Linked DNA regions of Mus musculus: region 1 is linked to region 2. The links are chromatin contacts, called in public HiChIP or PLAC-seq maps. All regions are on one chromosome and are shown on one strand. The core of a region is the stretch at or near the end of the contact, and the rest is flanking DNA. Distances in the headings are between cores, read along the strand shown. Region 1 holds the start of Ston1 (stonin 1). Region 2 holds the start of Socs5 (suppressor of cytokine signaling 5).

Region 1 (3,936 bases), core at 380-2,879, 1.5 Mb before region 2:
CGTGTGTGTGTGTGTCTGTGTGTGTGTGTGTGTGTGTGTGTGTATGTGTGTGTGTGTTCCCAGCATGCCTATGGCCAGTGGAAGCTCAATAATCAGCTAACACGGCCTGGTATACACAGAAGCAAATGAGAGACCCTACCTCAAACTGGGTGGAAGTCGAGGACCACCCAGGTTATTCTCCAGCCTCCACACTTAAAACAGGGCACTGACACCAGCACTCACATAGATAAACATGTAGGCATGCACACATGCACCATACATACAACCCACACACAAGATAAAAGCAACAATACCTTACCTTCAACAATAACATTATCACATGCCTTGCAGGTTCGAAGCTCTACTATGAAACATCATCTCTAAGACTATCCCAGGATAAACTTTCAAGTCAGAGGGAAACACTGCCTGTTCTTTCAGTCAGCTTTATCAAGCAGAGATCCTGTCTCATTTGTAAAGACATTTTCTACTTTTTCTACAAAAATCCGGCAAAAAGTACAGAACTCCATACATTGTTGATAAAATAACCTCAAGTGGACTTTTCTCCTTTTTCTAAAAGCTCTAAGCACACACACACACACACACACACACACACACATGCAGTTCAAAGAGTCATTGAATTTTAGCATTAAGAAGAAAGTGCGACTAACAAAACATTTACCAACAACTCTTGTCTAACAGCTGCACATAGGTCTCGTCTTGTTTAACACCCGGCGCTTCAGAGGAGTCAGAGAGGTTAAACTACTTGCCAAAAGTCACGCAGCTCGCAAGAGGCAGAACCTGGCTGAAACCAGGTCTGTTAGATGCCAAAGTCCAATACTCCCAAGATCCCTTTGACCTCCTGGCAGGGAGGTTGTCACTGCCACACCCTTCCTCAAGGAAACAGCTCCCAGCTGCCGAGGTCCCTCCCTAGAGCCAGGAACTAAAGAAGGGTGAGCCTGGAAAGAGTTTGTTTCTCACCTACCACAGGTGTCTTGGACCAACAAGCTTTAGGAAAGGCAAACTCTGGGACAGACACCCCTGCAACACCCCAACCCCCAACCCCAAGAGTCCAGCCACGATCAGGCTAGGCTCACTTCTGAGACTACCTTTATTAACTCAGGCCAACCTGCTTCCTGTCCCTACTTGACTGGCCCTTCAGAGCAGTCTTGGTGCACCAATTGCCCAAATTCTATCTTGCTCCTTACACAGTCCTTCCGTCCCCTCCGCACGGCCCAGGGTCCCTCTATTCTGCTGTTCTTTGCCCTCAGCTCTTCTAGCCCAGCTTCCTTTTCCTTGGCCTTTCCTCAGAAACCATTCAAGGAAGGAATGTACAAAGCTCTACCATCTCCTGAAGATTGTTGAAATCCGACTCGGGGGCCTTCAGCTGGTAAAGCCACATTCCGGATCATTTGTGGCTTTGTCTCCACGTCACTGCCGGTGTGTGGAGAGGAACAGACTCCTTTTACATGGTCCCTAATGTATACTCCTCCATACATTCCAGATGTTGGGGGAGGACAGACGCTGAAGCCGTCCATCCCTGGAAGCTATCAGCTGTACCCCATTGTCATGGTCAGGCAGACTCCCGCTTCAGCCTCTGGGCTCTTACCAAGGCTGAACTTCTCTGACTCTGGCTTTTTGCTCTGTAACAATGCTGAACAATCTAAAGAAAGAATGTCTTAGGGTCAATATCCGCTTGGCTTCATTGGCTGCCCTCCCAAATAAGGAACTCTCAGATTCCTGCATTCCAGACTCCTCCAAAGCTACTTTGTAACCAGATGGACCCTGGCTGCCTCAGTGAAGCCTCTCCTGTGTGCTCTGGGAGGGCTGGGACCCTCAGGGTTGGTACTCAGGAAGCCAAGCCCACAGTGAGGGCATTATGAAGAATTCCCCGCCCCCCCCCCTCAAAAAAAATTTGCTGTGATGGTGTGGTGACCAGTCCCAGGGAAGTTTTCCCTTGAAGAGTTTGAAACGAAAACAAAAGGAGCATGTGCGCGCCTTGCCCCCATCTAGGTCACTCCAAGGCCAAGGCAGCACGGGCCGTTTTATGAGCACATATGTTGCGCACCCCATACTATTCAATCACAGATGTGCAATATTTTATTCATGTGACAGGAAATACCATTTGCACAATATTAAACCACAGCCTAGTCTCCCAGCCTCAAAAATTATCAGCTTTGGTCTCAGCTCCATTCCCCAGCCCATCCCTCCCTTGTGGCCATTAGCCTCCCCATTTCCCAACTCTCTTCTAAAGCTTTTTCCTTATCTGTCCACTTCCTCGGTTTGGAGAGTAGTGACAGATGCTCTCTGACCAGACTCCTACCAAGTTCAAAGCCTGCTTCTAAAAGCGTCCCACCAACTGCCCATCAAGACCTGAGAGAATGTGAACAGTGTTTAAGTTTGCATCCTCATTTTAGGATGGCATAGCCTGCACACCCTTCACAGTGCCTGCCTGAGAAAACTCGGGGCTACCTAAAAACTGTGTGTATACACCAGCTCTGGAGACGGGGCCCTGGGCTCCAGGGGAGAGCAGGAGCTGACTCTGATGAAGCTAGAATATAACGATTCAAGGCTTCTATCGACCACCCGCTCCTGCTTTGTCAAGTCCAGCCTCCACTGCGCAAGTTCATCCTCCACTGCGCAAGTCCAGCCTCCACTGCGCAAGTCCAGCCTCCACTGCGCAAGTCCAGCCTCCACTGCGCAAGTCCACACTGAGCGGAGGGTAGCCGAGCTGGTGCTATCGTTCCCTTGCTCTGGTTACAGTCTCTTCTTCCTTCCCCTCACATGTGAGCAGAGAGCAAACCAAACTGCCCCCAAGAAGGGTCTTCACAGGAACAAAACTTTGGAGTTGGGTAGGGCATTATGATTTTAAATGGTATTGTTTGGGGAGGGGGAGGGGAGCTTGTCTGTTTGCTGTTGTATTGTTATCCTGATTCGTTGTGGTGCCAGGGGTAGAACTCATAACCCTACCTATGCTATGTTGGGTTGTACCCTCAGCCTTAAATTTTTATGTCTCACATCCTGACATTTGAAGAGATACTCAGCACTATCATACACACTACAGAAACTTGCAAAATGGAAGCCCGGAGCCTCAGTTTCTTATCTGTCCAATGGTAACATGAATATTTACTTCCCAAGACCAGCGTGGTTGCTCACCTCCATAAATCTTAGCCCCTAAGAGGGCTAAGATTAATCTAAGCCCAAGGCAACCCTGTATCCTGCACTACACACGGTGAGCTCCCTGGGTTAACCTGCACTACACACAGTGAGCTCCCTGGGTTAACCTGCACTACACACGGTGAGCCCCCTGGGTTAACCTGCACTACACACGGTGAGCTCCCTGGGTTAACCTGCACTACACACGGTGAGCTCCCTGGGTTAACCTGCACTACACATGGTGAGCTCCCTACGTTAACCTGTATAGACTGAGACCATCTTTTAAAACTGAAGTAAATGAGCAGACAAATGAATTTTTACCCCATGTCAATTGCCTCACAGTAAATACCCTTATAGGTTTTCCTTCCTTCCTCCCTCCCTGCGTCCCCTCTGTCCTTAGCCTATAGAACACACTGGATCTTATAGTGAGGAGGAAGGAAGCCCCATCTGCAACAGTCTCTGCTCGGCCTAACTCAGGGCCACGCCCTACCCCTGTACTTTCTGGGTTGCTTACCCCTGTTGCTTGAATCCCCCTCAGGGCCATTTCTTCATTGTTGGCTAAATGTTTGCGTACCCACAAAATTCATACATTGAAACTCTAATTTCAATGTGATAGTATTTGAAGATAGGGCCTCTGGAAGGTGACTAGGTAATGTAGGCAGAGTACTTAGGAATGGATGATGTAAAAGAAGAGAACAGAGAGGAGGGGGAGGGGAGAGTGGAAAACCAGCTGTCTGTGATGGATGAACAATCTTCATTGTCAACTTAACTGGACTACAATTGCCACGGAAACATGCCTCTTGA
Region 2 (3,595 bases), core at 600-3,099:
TTATAATGTCAAAAGGTGTTATGTTTCAATATTTTAAGCTGCTGTTTTGTATGCCAGTACATTCTCCCTAAGGACAAACGGTAAAATTCAAGGACAATAAGAAGAAAAATATATAATTAACCACTACTTTTTCAAGAACTGGGAAGAACCATTAAAAATATTAGCACTTTTTTGCAGAAATGTTTTAATTAGCCAGCAAAGTAGCCTTCAGATTTTTTTTCCCCCTAAATGTTAAGGACTCCCTAATCAAGTGAGTTTTCATTTTGTAAGCCATAGGAAACTCAACAAATGTATGAAATTAGTAATACAGGTGTGAGTTTAACAGGAGACTACAGACTAGCTGTGCAATTCTCAGCTTACTCTTTCTAGTCCACAGACATGAAAAAGGTAACATCCCTGCAGGACAATCACAAAGGTGAACTCCAGACAACAGTCACCGCTTCCTGCTGTGTCTTCCTTCCGTTGCTAGGCCGATTTCAAAAAGGGACTATGAATCCGAGAGACTATTAAGATTAAAGTACGCATTTGACTAAATTCCCAACTGTTAGAACACTCGAGCTCATTTTAGCAGAGCCTTCTAACACCAGCATCTTTTTCATTTCATTCCTTAAAGAGAAACCATTTTTAAACTTCTATAGAACATGCAGTTCAATTTTACACGGCCCTGTAAAGAAACAGTTAAAAGCAAGCATGACTTAATCGTCTTCTAGGATAAATGTCAGTAAATCGTAATAGGACAGTCTAGCCTAGTGTTAACTTTGAAAGGAGCAGGCCTCCGGTGTAGATGAGAAGCTGCTGTAAGAATGTCAAGGTGTAGTTGGAAGAATGTCCAGGAGAACTGGTAACTGCCCAACCCCATCAAATATATACATACAATTTAAAATAAGGAATCACTGACGAAGTCCAGCAGCCAGCCACCTTTTGCTTGGAACACCAAAATAAAAAAATGCCAAAAGCTCGTGGCTGACCCCCATAGCCTTCAAAGTTGAGAACCAAACCAAGGGTATTCACGTTGTTCCTCAGCATCCTTCTGTCAATGCAACTCCCTCTCCACAAACTCACTCCGCTTCAGCTACTCGAATGCCCAAGTCCCAGCACCAAAGAACCATTTATTAAAAGCTCAAGGACTTGGAGCGGGGTCTTCCTTGCGGCCGCCTCCGCATCCTGTAATAACCACCCCAGGTTAAACCCCCCAGAGATGCTCCAGTCTTTTCCCGCATCCACGCTCCCCGGTCCTTCCTTCACGTCCCGGTAGACCTTTTATCGTCGCCCTTGAGGACCCTCAGGTCGGAGCTATGGAGCTCTTAGGTGACCTGCCTGGACCCCCTCTACCCTTGGCAGTGGGCACCGACGACCTCCCCCACCCAGTCTCGACCCACCACGACCCCGATGACGAATGCCCTCCTATCGGCCCCAGACGACCCCTTCTTCCCCTTAGGTGTCCCGACTCCCACCGAAAAGCAATTCCTCCGAGACGTACCGAGAGCCTACTGCGAGTAAGCTCCCACTACGCGCGGCGGCACCGTGCGCAGGGGCTCAACGCCCCGGCTTGTCTTCCTCTTCCCGGCGGATCCATCCCGGCCCGAGGGCCGTGCCGCCTGCGCCGAGGTGCGGAGGCGCCCACCGGAGGAGGACTGCGCCGGGGGAAAACGGGGACCCGGGCAAGGAGAGGCGGCCGCTTGAGGGCAGGCGCCGGGCGACCGCGGGGGACACTCAGCGGCCGGGACACGCGCGGCGGCCTCATCCAGGGCACCTGCGGCCAGGCAAGGATGGGCCGGGGCAGCGCAGTCAGCGACAGGGCGAGCGCGACCGCCCGCGCGTCCCGTCCTCCGCTCCTGCCGGGCCGGCGGCGCAGCCTCGCTTCCTCCGGACGGAGCCCGGGGACCCCAGCTCGGCCGGATGCCCCCGCCAGCCCCCACCCCTTCCCGGCCGCCTCCCCCTCGTCACCCTCTCCCCTCCCCCCGCCCCCCCAGCCCCCCACCGGAATGGAAAATACCTCCCGGGGTGGGGGGCGGGCTGGGCCACGCCTCTCTGAAGGGCAGCCTACCGTGACCAATGGCAGGCGGGGCTCCAGGTGGGCGGGACTCCCGGCGGCCAATCCAGAGGCGGGTAGGTGAAGGCCGGAGGAGGGAGGCTGGGAGCTAAAGAGGGGAGGCCGGCGAGTTAAGGAGGTCCGGCCGCGCTGGTGCGTGCTGTGCGCGGCTGCCATTTTGGAGTCGGGCAGCTGAGACAAGCGGCCGGGTTCGGCCGAAGAGGGAGGAGCCAGTCAGGTGGGAGAGAGGCTGACACGTGGGCGGGGTGGGCGGGGCCAAGCGGGCTCGGACTGGAGGGGAGGGGGAGAGGCCCGGGAGGCTAGGAGGCTGGAGAGGGTCACGTGGCCGTGGAACGGGCTAGGGGTGGGCGCTCGGGTGGAAGGTCAACCCGAGGTGCGGGTGGGGAGTAGCTTTGTTCCTTTGGGCTCCGTTAGGGAGACCAAGGGGAAAATGCTGAATGGAGGTTGCGAGTGCCGGGTAGGAAAAAAATGTGAATGAGTCTCCCTAGCTCCCTTCAGCATGGAGCCATCCGAGTCACTGAATTCCAATATTCAACGGGAAACCGGGCACCTCATTGAATTCAACTCTTCCTATCCAGGCTCTCAGCTGCCACGAAGATGAGTCATACACGAGGGGAGGGGTGTTGTCGCTTCCTCTCTTTGCTTGCATTTTATGTGGATCGCCCCGGCCGTGGAAATGACAGCAAGGACAGAGAAGTGAATGGGGGGTTGTGATACCCGCGAGACTCCTCAGCTGCCCCTTTAGAACCGTGGTTACCACCGCTTCTTGGCCTTTTGGCTAAGATCAAGTGTAGAACCGTGGTTACCACTCGTAAGCTAACTGGCCACTTCTTAGACATACTACTTTCCGGTGCTCAGACAAAAAGACTTGTTTACTTCATGATTCAAATACAGTAGTCTGTTCCCCCTGCGTATCTCCCCAAAGTGGTCCTTCTATCAGCGGCATACACATAGGGTCACACACACCTTAGTCCGGTTTGTTTGAAACAGTCTCACTGTATAGCCTAGCATGATTTGGAACGCAATATGTAGCCCAAGCTGTCTTCTAGGTAATGGTGCTCCTACTTCAACCTGCTGAATATTGAGATTTTTGACCACCTTTAGTCTTTAATGCTTTGCAGTGGGACCGGCAGACTACCTTTTTCTTGAAGGCTTTTCTTAGACTCTTTTCAGCCCCACCCTACCTTTCTTAACATTGTACACCCTCAGATTGCTTTCTCAGTTATTTTTCAACTGTCTGTTCTCTTTGACTCCTTGAGAGTAGCAGGTTCTGGCCCTCAGCCCTCTTATTTGGAAGGCACACAGTGCACAGGAGATGATCTAGCCATTCAGATAGAATCACGGATGGACGTCCGGCGTCCGGTCAGTGAGGGCCAGATCTGCATTCCTAAGCAGCTTTTAGCCGCTCTACTTGTCTATTGGAGTAAGTTCCACATTGGAACCCATACTTTCCGAACTTCCCCAAGCCTTCTCCTCCTCTGTTCCTTGTATTGTTTTACAGTACCACATTAGCTTTCTCTCCAGAGCTCTTGGAACCAGAGA

Evidence for each region. HiChIP or PLAC-seq counts read pairs in DNA pulled down with a chosen protein or histone mark.
Region 1: an HNF4G HiChIP or PLAC-seq map of pancreatic cancer cells shows a contact between it and region 2. The contact joins the promoter of Ston1 here to the promoter of Socs5 in region 2. A contact is called at or near these places in 2 of 39 promoter capture datasets (liver and pre-B cells) and 1 of 115 datasets of contacts at active chromatin or transcription factors (pancreatic cancer cells).

Annotation. Positions count from the first base shown.
Region 1 is chr17:88,624,248-88,628,183 of GRCm38.p6, reverse strand. It overlaps Ston1 (stonin 1), which reads right to left and starts at 1,629. Exons shown (of 4, transcript NM_029858.2): 1 at 1,322-1,629. Gm31704 (predicted gene, 31704) reads left to right here and starts at 2,685. Exons shown (of 3, transcript NR_166677.1): 1 at 2,685-2,828.
Region 2 is chr17:87,105,933-87,109,527 of GRCm38.p6, reverse strand. Socs5 (suppressor of cytokine signaling 5) reads right to left here and starts at 1,849. Exons shown (of 3, transcript NM_019654.2): 1 at 1,481-1,849. Gm30510 (a long non-coding RNA gene) reads left to right here and starts at 2,181. Exons shown (of 2, transcript XR_877091.1): 1 at 2,181-2,270.